Linked DNA regions of Mus musculus: regions 2, 3, 4 and 5 are each linked to region 1. The links are chromatin contacts, called in public HiChIP or PLAC-seq and promoter capture Hi-C maps. All regions are on one chromosome and are shown on one strand. The core of a region is the stretch at or near the end of the contact, and the rest is flanking DNA. Distances in the headings are between cores, read along the strand shown.

What was found. Promoter capture Hi-C pulls out the DNA fragments that hold promoters and counts their contacts. HiChIP or PLAC-seq counts read pairs in DNA pulled down with a chosen protein or histone mark. Capture Hi-C pulls out chosen DNA fragments and counts their contacts.
Region 2: an H3K4me3 HiChIP or PLAC-seq map of forebrain shows a contact between it and region 1, with 6 times the contacts expected there. The contact joins the promoter of Kyat1 here to the promoter of Prrc2b in region 1. A contact is called at or near these places in 1 of 39 promoter capture datasets (liver) and 1 of 115 datasets of contacts at active chromatin or transcription factors (forebrain).
Region 3: a contact with region 1 is called in a promoter capture Hi-C map of liver, with 4 times the contacts expected there. The contact joins the promoter of Lrrc8a here to the promoter of Prrc2b in region 1. A contact is called at or near these places in 3 of 39 promoter capture datasets (liver and pre-B cells) and 1 of 115 datasets of contacts at active chromatin or transcription factors (pancreatic cancer cells).
Region 4: a promoter capture Hi-C map of liver shows a contact between it and region 1, with 3 times the contacts expected there. The contact joins the promoter of Ptpa here to the promoter of Prrc2b in region 1. A contact is called at or near these places in 4 of 39 promoter capture datasets (hippocampal neurons, liver and pre-B cells), 2 of 115 datasets of contacts at active chromatin or transcription factors (embryonic brain and pancreatic cancer cells) and 1 of 9 other capture datasets (liver).
Region 5: a promoter capture Hi-C map of liver shows a contact between it and region 1, with 2.7 times the contacts expected there. The contact joins the promoter of Ntmt1 here to the promoter of Prrc2b in region 1. A contact is called at or near these places in 1 of 39 promoter capture datasets (liver) and 2 of 9 other capture datasets (adipose tissue and liver).

What each region holds. Positions count from the first base shown.
Region 1 is chr2:32,149,752-32,152,513 of GRCm38.p6, reverse strand. It overlaps Prrc2b (proline-rich coiled-coil 2B), which reads right to left and starts at 1,366. Exons shown (of 32, transcript NM_001159634.1): 1 at 1,223-1,366.
Region 2 is chr2:30,204,406-30,207,167 of GRCm38.p6, reverse strand. Kyat1 (kynurenine aminotransferase 1) reads left to right here and starts at 1,321. Exons shown (of 13, transcript NM_001356474.1): 1 at 1,321-1,535. Gm31201 (a long non-coding RNA gene) reads right to left here and starts at 1,319. Exons shown (of 2, transcript XR_374214.4): 1 at 1,177-1,319.
Region 3 is chr2:30,236,414-30,239,175 of GRCm38.p6, reverse strand. It overlaps Lrrc8a (leucine rich repeat containing 8A VRAC subunit A), which reads right to left and starts at 1,407. Exons shown (of 4, transcript NM_177725.4): 1 at 1,371-1,407. 1700084E18Rik (RIKEN cDNA 1700084E18 gene) reads left to right here and starts at 1,545. Exons shown (of 1, transcript NR_028299.1): 1 at 1,545-1,979.
Region 4 is chr2:30,414,675-30,417,436 of GRCm38.p6, reverse strand. It overlaps Ptpa (protein phosphatase 2 protein activator), which reads right to left and starts at 1,387. Exons shown (of 10, transcript NM_138748.5): 1 at 1,105-1,387. The coding sequence starts at 1,135. Crat (carnitine acetyltransferase) reads left to right here and starts at 1,689. Exons shown (of 14, transcript NM_007760.3): 1 at 1,689-2,125. The coding sequence starts at 2,099.
Region 5 is chr2:30,806,575-30,809,336 of GRCm38.p6, reverse strand. Ntmt1 (N-terminal Xaa-Pro-Lys N-methyltransferase 1) reads right to left here and starts at 1,369. Exons shown (of 4, transcript NM_170592.3): 1 at 1,254-1,369.

The DNA.
Region 1 (2,762 bases), core at 117-2,616:
CAAAGTACCTACGGATGTGGGTATTTTGTTGGGTTTTCACCATGTAGCCCAGGCTGACCTGGAACTTCCAGCAGTCCTACATCACCCAATGTTTTGAATCCCTTCTCCAACGCTGCCACTTCAAACCAGCACCTGTGGCATGCCCCAGCATGGATGACACCACAAGTGGCCAGCCTTCTGTCCTAGGTTGACAGCACAGAGTAACTACAGAGCACCGACGGCTTGCCAAGTCATGCCTCTCTGCCTGTGAAGGCTGAGTAGTCCCTCGGTGGCAGCAAGCATCCCACTCCACAGCCTGTACCCCTCAGGTCCCAGCTTGCACCACGACGGTGCAGACATTACGATACAAAGCAAGCCCCTGCGGTTGTACTGCTGAGAAAGGGCGCTGAGGCTTCAGACAGACGGACAGAAAACCCAAGTGAGATATACAACGCAAACAGACAACACACCGAAATACACGCTAACCTTTCCAGGAAAGAAAAAACGTAGGTGAAATTTAACTACCCTGCAAAAGACAGCTTTATAAAGGTTTCTCCCAGGCAGCCATTTAGCAAATGACACACTCCGGAGAGCATCGGCGCCCCCCTTCTCCCACTTCCTTCAAGCTCACCATTGCCTGGGGAAGGGGGGCGACACCTATTCTTGCCTAACAGTGGGCTTCATCCCCCCACGATATTTACAAAGAAGAAAGGAAAGCAGCAGCGTCCACTTTTATGCAGGCAGATCCTCTCCAGAGAGGCCCACCATCTATCTCAATAGGTCTGCATTTCTCTCTTAAAAGGTAGACGAAGAAAAAGAAACAAACAAAAAAATCAATCTGGCAGGCCCCGAGCAGCGACATCCTGTTTATCATTAAACATTTTTAGCAGCGGCTCCGGGTGCCGTGAAAACACCACCCCGCTTCCCTCAGCCGAACCCACCCGAGCCGGGGCGGCGCTCGGCCTGCGGTTCCGGGCGGCCTCGGGGTCCCGCGTCCCCCACCCCGGCCGACAAGGCCGCCGTCCCCGGGCGCAGGAGAGCCCTCGGGCTCGATCCCGACCCCGAGCCTTGCCCAGCCCCGCTCGGCCCGCCGTCCTCCCGCCCTGGCCGCGAAGACACAACAATGGCGAGCTGGGGAGCGCCGAGCAGGCCGCCCAGGCCGCAGCCCCGCGCCCGCCGCAGCGCACCGCCGCGGAGACAAAGCGCAACCCCGGCCTCTGCCCTGGCCCCGGCCCCGGCCCACCTGGTCTGCGTCCGCGCGCGACGGGCCCGGGCGATGGCGGTCGGGCGGCGGCCGGGCGCGGGGGCGGCGGATGGCGGCGGATTGCGCGGCGGCGGCGCGGGGCTCGGCGCTCTGCGCTCCTGCCTCTGCCTCCTCCTCCTCCTCCCGCTCCTCGGCGCTCGCTGGAGCCTCGGCGCTGTGGCTCGCCGCCGCCTCCCGCCCGCGCTCGGCTCCCCGCCCCCCGCCGCCGCCGCCTCCGCCTCCGCGCCGCCCCCGCCCGCCGCCCGCACGGTGGCCCGCGCAGCGCCCCCTGCTGCGTCGCCCCTGTCCCGGGAGGGAGGGCGGGGGAGAGGAGGAGGGAGAGCGCGGGGAGCGAGCTGGGCCGCGGTGCAGAGGGGCTGCGGAAGAGAGGGACCTAGATGGAGAGGAGGCTCGGCTGGAGAGGGGACGCGGTGGAGAGGGACCTTGATGGACAAGGGGCTTACGTGGAGAGGAGGCCGAGGTGGAGAAGGGGCCCAAATGGAAAGACCTTGATGAAGAAGGGGCCTAGGTGGAGAGGGACCTTGATGGAGAAGGGGCCTAGGTGGAGAGAGACCTTGATGGAGAAGAGGCCTTGGTGGAGAGGGACCTTGATGGAGAAGAGGCCTTGGTGGAGAGGGACTTTGATGGAGAAGGGGCCTAGGTGGAAAGGAACCAGGAGAAGGAGGAAGCCCTGGTGCAAAGAGGCTGCAATGGAGAGGACGGCTCAAATGGAGAAAAAGTAAAGGAACTGGGGGGAGAGGGGGATCCCAGTAGCAAGATACATGGATGGAGATGGGGTCCCAAATCAGAGGGGTCTTCATGGAGAGAGGCTCCTGGTGAAGAGGAATCTCAACGGAGAGTGGATCTGGTTGAAGACCACCCCCACCCATGGAGAAGGCCTCCTCCATGGGTGGGGGAGGGGCTCTTGAAAGAAGCAGACATAGACTGGGAGGGGACCCCAGGGAGAGCTCTGGGGTGAGAATGCAAAAGGGTGGGGAGAATGGGGAGGACTCAGCACCCTAAAAGGCAGGGGATGCAGACCTGAGAGGGAGGGGGGCTCAGAAGAGGGACTGAACTTGGATCCTGCTCCCACCACCCCCAGAGCTCTAGAGCCTCTTGACAGACAAACCTGACAGCCTGACAGTCCTGACCTGTTAGAATGTGTGGAGGGAGAGGGGGATCCCAGTGGCAAGATACATGCAGGAAACACGCAGAAGTGGTACGGCAGAAGTGGTACGGCAGAAGTGGTACGGCAGAAGTGGTTCGTTGCACCATTCCACAGCAAGGTCTCCCTTCCATAACAAGTGCACCGTATAGACACTTCACCTTTTTTTGTTGTTGTTTTATTTTGTTTTGTTTTTCAAGACAGGGTTTCTCTGTGTATCCCTGGCTGTCCTGGAACTCACTCTGTAGACCAGGCTGCCCTCAAACTCAGAAATCTGCCTGCCTCTGTCTCCCAAGTGCTGGAATTAAAGGCTTGCACCACCACTGCCCGGCCACTTCACCCTTTTTAAAACATGACATAAACCACCCCACTTGG
Region 2 (2,762 bases), core at 72-2,571, 1.9 Mb after region 1:
GAGGAGGCCAAGGACACATTTCCCAACATAAGTCCCAGTCCAAGGCCAACCATAAAGACAGGGCAGGTGAAAGAGCCCAGGGATGGCAAAGAGGTTAGTATATGTATCCCACCTAGGTTCCTCTGCGGTCCCCCCACAAAACCTGCAATCATTTTTGCTTCCTCCCTTGAAGCTCCTTCAAGCAGCAAGTCAAAAACCCAGCCACCTGCCCGGATTCCTGATTCACAGGGCAATCCCAGAAGCCCCCACTCTCTACAAAGGCCACTGAAGTGTAACGAAACTGCTCTGTAGCAGGTGTCCTCAGCAGACGAAAACCACTGGGGAGGTGGTGGGTCACAAACGTCTCTTGGTCTCCTGCCTTGTCCTCTACAGACCCTGGGAGACAAGAAGGTCCAGAGTCAACACCCAAAACCCAAACAAGCTATGGAACTGGGAAAGCAGGGAGTCAAGCCACCCCAGTATCTCCTCACAACACTAGCCTCCAGTCCCTGCTTCCCCTGGACTGCCACAGGGGAACCTAACCTTCACCAACTGTGTGGCCAGGTCACTTCCACTGTCCCAAGCCTCGGAACATACTCTTATCCTCCTTATCCTCCGTCCCCAGCACAAGAAGCAGACCTCCTGCCCTTCCTCCTGCGCTGTCTGCTAGTCTGTGTGCTCCAGAGAGCAGAACAGTCAGCAGGGGTTGAAGGTTTTGCTGCCACCTTTCCAAGGCAGAAGGTCTTTGAAACTTTCAGGTCCTCCATTCTTTCCTTCTCAATTTAGCTTCCAATTTCATTGTCCCCTGGCTTCCCAAGCTGTGTTCCTTCAGCCTGGACGCGTCATTGCTGACCTCCAGCTCTTCCAACCTCACCTCCCTAGATCTGTCACTCCTGCCCAATGCATACATGCGACGGGCTAAACCAATAGGAGAATCGGTCTTTTCCAGCCTGAGATTCCAAAGACCAGGGAATAGTCCCGCAGATCAGAAAGAGGGAGGGGTTCAAGGAAAGAGTTCGGCACCAAGTACTAGGGGAGCCCGGGTGGAACCTCTGGGAAGGTGCACGTGCGCGGAGGGGCGTGGATCTGCAGGGACCGCGGCGGAAACTCGGGTGAGAGGTGCGAGCGGAGGTCGGGCCCGCGTCATTGGATTCAGGGAGGTGACAGCGCGTCCCTTTCCATACTCGACCCACTCACCAAGGCCCGCTGTTCTCGGCCGCCACGCAGGCAGCCCTAGTCCTGGGTCTGGCTACCCACAGCCAGTCGCGCCGTGGGTCTTTGGCTCCTTGTTTTGTTTGTACCGCTTCTTAGGTCTCCGCCCCGGAAGTGATGTCACCGAGCGCAAATGCTTGGGGATCCTAGGCTGTCGCCCAGTCTTTAAAGGGCACACAGAGCTTCGCACTGCTTCTGACAGTTCTCTTGAGCTAAGCTGCATCTGGGCGGAAGTAGCCCATCTAGGGCTCGGCCTCTTTAAAGGAACAGACTTCTGCAACCTTGGGAATACGTTTGGGGTCGCGGGTTATTGGACAGAGCAGCGCTATTGTTTGCTGAAGCAGGTCAGTTCCTGGTTGCCGTGCGGGGTTTCATCTAGATCGTGTGTTGAAGTTAGCTAAGGTTTGCGAGTGCTGTAGCTCTTTGATCCATGTGCTCCTGTTTGTATGTGATGTGTAGCTTCTCTGAAAGAAGGATCTATCCCCTGAGAAAAACTTGCACACGCGGTCTTGGCAGCTCTACACTCAGTCACAGAACCAGTTAGACTAGTTCTCTCTGCACCCACGTCCACTCTCCCAAGGTAGTCCTGGCCAAGAAGATGCAGACTGCGCTAACGGAGAATTGCCTGCAGAGCTAGCGCCAATAGTCTCTGTGGGTCCTTCTGGGTTCTGTCGGTTCCCGGGCTGCACGGCAATTGGATTCATGTACTAATGTGGGACAACTTCCAAGATAACTTAGGTTAAAATAATAATAATAATAATAATAATAATAATAATATTTTTTAAGTTAATGGGACAGAAAGAATAGCCTTCAGTCCTACTGAAGCCTGCTATGGTCAGATGTGCAAAACCCATGTTCTACCAGGCATATCACAGACATGCCACATGACCTGCAGGAAAAATGGGGCTGAAAGAGGCTGAAAGAGAGGGTGAACGAAAGAGAACAGGGCTGTCCCGCGTAGGTGGACTCCAAGGCTTACAGTCCTCCATAGACCTGGAGTATCATCTATGAACAAATGTGACCACAATGGTAGACACCAGGTGGCCCCGCTGGTGGGTTCACCGTTTTATACACACCAGTTCTGTTTACCAATGGGTGAGGCACAGAGTTTGGAAAAGGATTCCCACAGATGTTCACTCCCCTCCCACCCGCAGGAGGGTTTGAAGACACCAGGTCTCTCCCTCTGCTTCCTGGGAGCCTTAGCACTAATTTTTGGATCTCCTGTGTAGTCGACCTAGTAGGGAGCTCAGGGTCTCACAGCCAACAGGACACTGTTTCCACCCTATGTTTCTGTGAGAGCAACAGACAACCTGGCAGTCAGTTCCTGTGCTGAAAACTTTTTTTTTTAAGATTTATTTATTATTATATCTAAGTACACTGTAGCTGTCTTCAGAAGAAGGCATCAGATTGCATTACAGATGGTTGTGAGCCACCATATGGTTGCTGGGATTTGAATTCACGACCTTTGGAAGAGCAGTCAGTGCTCTTAACCGCTGAGCCATCTCTCCAGCCCTGAAAACTTTTTTTTTTAAGATTTATTTTATTTATTTTATGTAGCTGTACAGATGGTT
Region 3 (2,762 bases), core at 158-2,657, 1.9 Mb after region 1:
ACCTGCCCTTGCCTGCCCATGACAGCTGGAGGAGAGCCCGACCTTCATCAAGGAAACAGCAGGATGAACGGCCTAGCCCACTGGCACCACCCCTGAGCCTCTGAATATACCCCCTCTCCTACCCTCAATGGTCAACTTATTCTTCCTGCACTGGCCATTTTCTCTACTTCAGAGGACATAACACAGATGGCAGAGTTAAAGAGACCACTGACACACTTGCAAGGCAGGAAAAGACTTTGTAGCCTCTGGCTACTCATTTCTGTCTCCAAAATTCAGCAGACAAGTGTCCCCATCCTCACAAAGACTCTCTCCCCTCCACACCTCATCCTTAAAGCTGTCCCTGTCCTAGCTAGGGCAGCGTTAGAGGAGGTTGTACAAGAGTGGCTGTCCTAGAACTACCACTATGTCAGCCCAGTTCCCATCAAGAAAAAGCTAATGCTCACTCAATGTGTTCTTTCAAAACAAGACAACAACTGTATCAAGCAGAACCAGCCCATCTTGACTCACTCCAGTCCAGTGCATGGCAGGTTCAAGAACCCTGGTCTCAAACAGAGGTTAGAGGCCCACGTCTCTACCCAGCACTCAGGAACCAGACAGGTGAATCTCCGTGAGCTCGAGGCCAGCCAGCCTGGTTTACAGAGAGAGTTTGAGGACAGTCAAGGCTACATAGTTGAGACCCTATCTCAAAAAACAAGCCCCCACCCCCTGCCACTGTCATCCCGAACTCTGCTGTTCCTTCAGCTTGGGGTCGCCTTTGCTGACCTCCAGCTCACCAACAACCTCCTGTACTTGTCACTCCTGCCCAAGAGATGCACAAAACAGGGACAGAACGAAACAGACTCTCATATCAGGAGTCGGTCGTTCAGGGAGCCCCAGTCTGAGGTCCCAAAAGCCTGTGCTCCCTTCCCCATAGCAGGGGACAGTCCGGGAGATCAGGAAGAGGGAGTGGTCTAAAGAGAAGCCGGCGCCGGGAAGCCCACGGCCAAGAACTGTAAGAGCTGGTGGGGGAGCTGTCAAGAGAACCCCGGGTGGAACCTCTGGGAAGGGGGCGCGTGCGCCAAGGGGCGCGGATCTGCGGGGACCAGCGCGGCAAGTGCGGCCTGAGGACCGCGGCGGAAACTCGGGTGAGAGGCGCGCGGAGAACAGGGTGCCCGGGAGGGGGCTCGCGCGCCGCCGCACGGCCTGGAGGGTGGAGACCGGAGCCGGCGCCCGCGGGAGGCAGGGCGGAGCGAAGCCCAGCGCGGGGCCAGGGTGGCCGGCGCCCCTGGGCAGCGAGAGCCCCGCAGAACTTGAAGGGGCGGAGCGCGCGTCCGAGGAGAGCGTCCCGTGCGGTGACAGCGCGCGTCTCATCCCCCACCCGACCCGCTCACCTGGGCTCTCCGCTCGCAGCCGCCCGCAGGCAGCCCGGGCCCTCCACCTCCCAGTCCGGCCGCCCGCCGCCGCGCTCCTCCAGCGCCTCCTTTTGTTTGTCCCTCACTGCACCACTCTGCCTCCCCCGCCCCGGAAGTGACGTCACGGCCGGACGCACCCGCGGCATCCCGGCCGTCGCCATGTCTGTTAAGGGGAAAGCTTGAGGCGGCTTCACCCTACTCCCGTCCACGTGCCTGCGCCAAGCCACTTCGGGGCGGAAGTAACGGGACAGAACTAAGCCCCCTTAAAGGGACAGGGATCCCTGCAACTTAAGGGATGCGTTACTCTGGCCAGAGCGGCCAAGTGACCCAAGCTGACGCAAGTATCCGCTCACCTCCTTTGTTCGGGTTCCGATCGCCATTGGGCCAGCGTCCTCATACCTTTAGTGCTGCTCGTTAGCTGACTCGCTGCCCAAACTCTTCAGGTGCCCGCAAATGTAACTGCCCTGCTGATGCTGACGCGCGCCTCGACACGTCCGGCTTGCGACGGTTGTCCCTGAAAAGCCGCATAATTCCGAGTTAACTGAATGGCTTCTCCGCCGCCGCTGCAATAAACACAGTTGAACTAAATTTAAAGGTTTCTTGGGCGATTAGTCGCGCCCCGGCGAGTTCACTGTCTCACACTAGGAGATCTTTGAAGTCGTTGGACTGGACTGGGTTAGGAACTTTTTGTAGAAGAGGGGAGAGAGGTAGTGCCGTGCTTGAGAAGGTATTGGAGTTTAGGAATCTGGTAGGTGTGTCCTGAGTCCAGTGGTCACTTTGAAACTAAGTATCTGCTTTATCCAGTATTTTGCTCCGACTTTTGTAAGCAAGGGCTTCTGGTGGGGATCTCTTTGTCCGGTTCCCCGGCTTCTGGCTGGAGATAGAGGATTGGCAGAGGGTGTGAGGGGAATTCTCTATCGGGAAACCTCCAGCCTAACGTTAGCAGCGAATTTTGAGCTGAGCTGAGGATAAAACCACATCTTCAGAACCAAGCCTCCAGACGCTAGCTGTGTGTGTGTGTTAATCTTCCCGGGTCCTCATAATTCCCAGGCTAACTGTAGTAATCCTTAGGTTGGGAAATTGTTCAGCTATTAAAACAAAGTGTTTCATGTACTCCAGTATGGGACGAGTTCCAGTAGCTTACGTGAAAGAAGAAAGGCAGGGAGCACAGCAATGAGTTTTTGTGGAGTTGGGTATCAGTGGTGTGTGCACCAGCTGACTAATATACACAGGCTGTACAGATGACCCTTCCCTCACTGAATGATCTCCGCCCCCTTTTACAGTGACAGGACCTCTGGAAGAGCAGTCAGTGCTCTTAGCTGCTGAGCCATCTCTCCAGCCCAGCCCCTTAACCTTAAATTTATATAAAGA
Region 4 (2,762 bases), core at 138-2,637, 1.7 Mb after region 1:
TCAAACTCAGAAATCCACCTGCCTCTGCCTCCCGAGTGCTAGCTACTATCTATGTCTTGATGTCAACACTAAAGTCGATTAAGACACATCCATAAGGCCAGGCAGTGGTGGCGCACTCCCAGCACATGGGAGGCAGAGGCAGGTGGATTTCTGAGTTCGAGGCCAGCCTGGTCTACAGAGTGAGTTCCAGGACAGCCAGAGCTTCACAGAGAAACCCTGTCTCGAAAAACAAAAACAAAACAAACAAAAACGACACATTCATAGAGATTTTGTATAACTTAAAATAAATGTCTGGTTTTGAATTCCACGTGTTCATATATTTAGGGGGGGGGCGCCACAAAAATGGTGCTTCTTTTGATTTTCAAATTTTCTTCCTCCTGAGACTTTCTTTGGGACCACAAAAAAGGAAGTGTGGTGGAAGGTACATCAAACACTATCAAAGTACGAGCTGAGTTTAGCCAACCTAGCCACTCTGTAAGAATTTTCCAGTCCTTCTTAACTACACGGAGTCAGCAAACTGCTTTCTCCTCCTCCAGGAAAGGGGGTCTCTACTGGAGCATCTGGCCTCTGTCTCTGCCCTAGTTACTTGAGATGGACCACAACGAGGCCACAGTGTAAATAAAAGTTACAGACGACGATGCCACCAACCCTCTCATTTTGTACAAACAGCCTCTTAAAATTAGTGGTTTAGACACCGTGGGCAGTTTCTCTCAATTAACTCTGCAGATACTGAAACCCCCAGAGCCAAGCCTGCAGGACGGAAGGAGGGACGGAGGGAGGGAAGACATGCAGGGTGGGCAGGACATGCATGAAGGAGCCTGGCGTCCGAGCGAGGCCCAGGTCCACCCGAGCGGAGTCTCATAAAGAACGCAGCCTCCTGGATCCCTCTCGCCCCGACCCCAGGCAACTCTGCCCCCAGGTCCAGAGCCTTTCCCCTGACCGCGCTCTGCCCGCCCGCCCTGGCCGGGTCGCCCTCACCGCCACCCGCCTGCAGCCCAGGCCGTCAGCCCTGCCTCCTCCGTCCCCAGAGCTCCTCAGACTCGGGAGACCCCCCGAGCCACACCCCTTTCCCACCCGCACGCCCGGGCCCTCCAACCGCCCTACCTGGCGGCGGCTGCCGCTCGCCCTCGGCCATCTTCTCCGTGAGGAGCCGGAGCGGATGCTCGCCGGTCCCTCTCAATGTTCACCCCGCAGCTCTCCCCGGCTCCGCCAAGCTTCCAGCAGGGAAATGAGCGCTGACTGGCTAGGACCGGAAGCCGAGAATTACAGTCACTCGCGCGAAGGCGGCAGCCATGCCGGTGCGAGGCACTCAGGGAGCATGCCCACCAACGGCCGTCTCGCGGCGGCCGCGCCGACCGAGGCAGCGGCCATCTTGGTGCGGGGCGCCGAGGAGCATGCGCACTAACGGCTGCCGCCTGCAAGCCAACTGCGGCGCTGGCAGCCATGTTTGTGCGGGGCGTCGGGTTCTGTTTGCTTGTTTGTTTGTTTGTTTGTTTGTTTTGGTGAGGGGTGATGGAGGGAATAGGTATGGCAGCAGTATTCTTGCGGAGCAAGGCCACCTGTCATCTTCTTTGTGCATGCCTCCACCCAAGCAATCTGAGACAGTCCCCAGTCAACAGTTGTGTTCTCCTGCCATTCCTAGAGTGACGTTCAAGGACACCAGTCAGACTTGAACGCACGTGACCGCCTCGACAGCTAAGGTGGCTTTCGGAGGCGGAGAGCACGAGCGGGACAGCGCCTACCGTTGTGACCCCGTGACGGGAGCCCAGCGCCGGGCTGCTAACAGCTGAGCTAGAGGTCCGTCTCCGCAAGCCCCGCCCTCTGCGGCCACTCCCCGGCTTGGGCCCACCCCGAGATCGGGGCGAGCGGCCGGGGACTGCGAGCCACCAAAGCTCCGCCCCGTGAGTCCTGCCCCACCGGCAGCCCGCCGGGCCCGGTGGCCGCGGGGCCGCCTCTACTGGCTAGCGGCAGTGACTCGGCGACCTTGAACCTAGAACCGGAGCCGCGAACCCACTGACCCCAGCACCCCAGCAGTGGCGCAGTCTTTACCCAGCGCGAGGGGCGGAGCGGACCAAGTGTCCGCAAACAGACTGGGACGATGTTAGCCTTTGCTGCCAGAACCGTGGTGAGTTCGCCCAGCAGGGCCATGGACGGGACAAGACGGGCGGGCCTCCAGCAACGGTCAAGAAAACCCCAGACCGGCTGGTAGGGTGCGATCTGCAAGGTGGATAAAGGAGACCAGGTAAGGGGTGGGTTCGATCCCAGAAGAAGACTGAGAAACCTAGGTTCAAGTCTTTTGTACCTTTCCACTCCACTCCTCCCTAATGCTCCCAGTTATTCGGACTCAGACACCTGTCGGGGCTACTGGTTAGAGAGCTCAGCCCTAGGCTATGCTTCTGCCCGACTAGAGCCACTTCTCCAAGCCTACCCAGTCTCCTTGAGTTCATCAGATGCCCACCCTCCCCATTGCATATTGCTAAGAGAACCTCAGGTGGAGACTAGTACTGAAAATCCCCCAAACAGGCAGGAGGAGGCAGGAGGTGGCAGGCTGCCCCTCACCATCCTTATCTAAAGCAGCTATCCTAATGGTGAGCTCCTGTCCTCTCTGATTCAGGCTGTCTATCCAGCTGTGAACTGGACTGCCCTGTCAGACACTGGGTTGGCAGCTAAGACTGAGATTCTACTAAGAGTCCTGGCAGCACCTGAGACCCTCCTCCAAGTCGTCCCGCCTTCCGTCACCCTCTGGGACCACCTTACTGCAT
Region 5 (2,762 bases), core at 120-2,619, 1.3 Mb after region 1:
GAGACAGAATTTCTCTGTGTAGCCCTGGCTGTCCTGGAACTCACTCTGTAGACCAGGCTGGCCTTGAACTCAGAAATCCGCCTGCCTCTGCCTCCCAAGTGCTGGGATTAAAGGTGTGCAGCACCACTGCCCGGCAATAAATAAATCTTTAAAAAAAATCTTAAAACACAATTTTTCTCTCTGTCTTTCTGTCTGGTTTTTGAAATAGGGTTTCTCTGTGTAGCCTTGACTGTCCTAGAACTCATTCTGTAGACCAGGTTGGCCTCAAACCCAGAGATCCACCTGCCTCTGCCTCCTGGATGCTGGGATTAGAGGCGTGTGCCACCTCTGCCTAGTTCAAACATAGTTAAAAAGATCAAGTAAGGAAAACGTGTTAAAACCTCCAAATCACACAGACCCTGGTAAAGCTGGAGCCCACCTATGAGATCATGTGGCCTTTGGTCAGTCCAGAAGATGCAAACACAAGCTCCGGGTACACCCAGAACCACACACCTGCAGACTCTGACCTTTTGATTATGTGGCTCTGGCCTTCAGGAAAGCATCCCCCCTCCCCCCAACACACACACAAGCACACACACAGGAAAGCCAGCTTAAGGAAACGATGTGCCTTAAAACAGCACTTGGGAAAGGACCAAAAGTTAGGAGAGGATTTAGGCTTCTCACTTAGACCCCAGTCACTGAGTGCCCCACCCCATACATCATTGTCATCAGTTACAGCACCTGTCCTAGGCCCTTATCAAAAGGATTAAAGACCAAAATGATCACACAGTTGGTGGAGCAGCAAAGCCTGGAGCATCTGGAAAAGATGGCAGGCAGCCTTGCAGAAGAGAGGCTGACCTTGGCCTCAAGGGCTCATGACAGTAACGATGTTGGCCAGAGCTGGAGGCAGTTAAACGTGATGGCAACCCGTGCAACCAAGCACTTAACTGCGAGGACTTGAGCCAAGCACGGCGCCGATTCCACACACCAACCTTGCAGTGGCTGCTTTCCTTATCTCAGAGGGGAAACTGAGGACTGGAAAGTGATGTACGGGCGCGAGTGAAGATACGTCTTGCCAGCCTCCACCAACGTGGCTTCCTCCAACCCAATCCGTGGTCACCAGAGTCCCTGCCCAGGTCTGATCGGTGAACCTCCATGGGACGTGCACGTGGGCCAGGGCCAGGCCCAGGTCACTTGACGACGGGGCCTCACCGCTTCAGGCAGTTGGGGTGAGCACCTCCCTCCTCCCTGGCCGCGTCCCTCGCGATACTTACCTGGGTCGGGGCTCCAGGGACCCGAGAGAAAAGGACGGGTTGAGAAGGAGGCTGGCAAAGACCGTAGCCCACAGCAGCCGCCACCACTCTACCGGACCAGACACCTCGCGGCCTCTGCCTTTGTCCGCACACGTCACTTCCCCGAGCCTGGAGGGGGCTGGACTCAAGATCGCTCCGCCCCGAGGCCAGTTCACTCCGCCCCAAGACTAGCTCATCCCTCTCCACAGACAGATAGCCCCTCCCCAGGGCCAGATCGCCGCGTCCCACAGGCAGCTCACGTCCAGATCGTCCCTCCCCCACAGCCAACTCCGCCCTCTCCAGGGCCTGCTCACACCTCTCCACGCCCCCACAGCCAACCCCGCTCCACGGCCTGCTCACTCGACACGCCCAGAACTTCTCTCCGCGCGACTAACTCGCCCCTCCCCACGCCCAGCTCGCCCAAACACAAGACCAGCTAGTTCCGCCCCACGGCCAATTCGCCCCTCCCCATCGCTACCTCGCTTGTCCCCGAGGCCAGTTCACCCCGCCCCCTGGCCAGATCGCCGCACTCCAAGGTTTGATCGCCCTATTCTTCGGCCAGATCGCCTTTTCCTTCGGGATCCTAACCCAGTTTTTTGCCTACGCGCAGGGACTTCATGATGAAGGATCCACAGCTGATATCTCACACACTTGAGGGTGTAGCTCTTTTAAGACAAGAGTCCAACTGAGTTCTGGCCGTAAACTTCAGGATCCTTCTGCATCATCGACGTGGTTGCTGGGGTTACAGGCACGCGCCTCCATGCGCCACAAGGCTGGATTCTTAAAAACCAACATCATGAGAGTTTTCCACCCTAAAAGGAGAATTAAGCCGGGCGTTGTTGGCGCACGCCTTTAATCTCAGCACTCGGGAGGCAGAGGCAGGCGGATTTCGAGGCCAACCTGGTCTACAAAGTGAGTTCCAGGACAGCCAGGGCTATACAGAGAAACCCTGTCGGGGGGGGGGGGGGAGGAGGATTAAAAGCCATTGTTGCTCAAATCCACCCATGCCCACTAGTATATTAAAATAATATATCAACCCAGGAAAGAGAACAGGAAAGAAAGGCTTTGACAGAGGTAAGGATTGCCAGGCCAAATAAAGCAGAAATCTAGAAGTTTGCCCTCCTGAGGACCGCCCTTCCCTATCCACTCAGACAATCTGCACCGGGTCTTGAAGGAAAGATGAGCTTGCTGCATGCAAACCCCCTCTAACCGCCTCGGAGTTCTAAGTTGCCTCTTCTAACTGGTGGATGTAATGATTCAGCTACAATACTCTGAGGGTTAAATTTGTGGGATTTGCGAGTTTAGGCTAGAGTCTAGTGGGGCTTGCAGGCAATGAAGGTTATCATAATAAGTATTTTTGCCTTAAGCTCACCTCTGTTGGCTGACACACCGGCTGTTAGACATACTTGTCATGCCTCCTGGGCTCTGCATTACAGTAGGTGCTTAAAGTTGTGTTTTGCTTTTACTTATTCTTTTTTTTTTTTTTTTCCT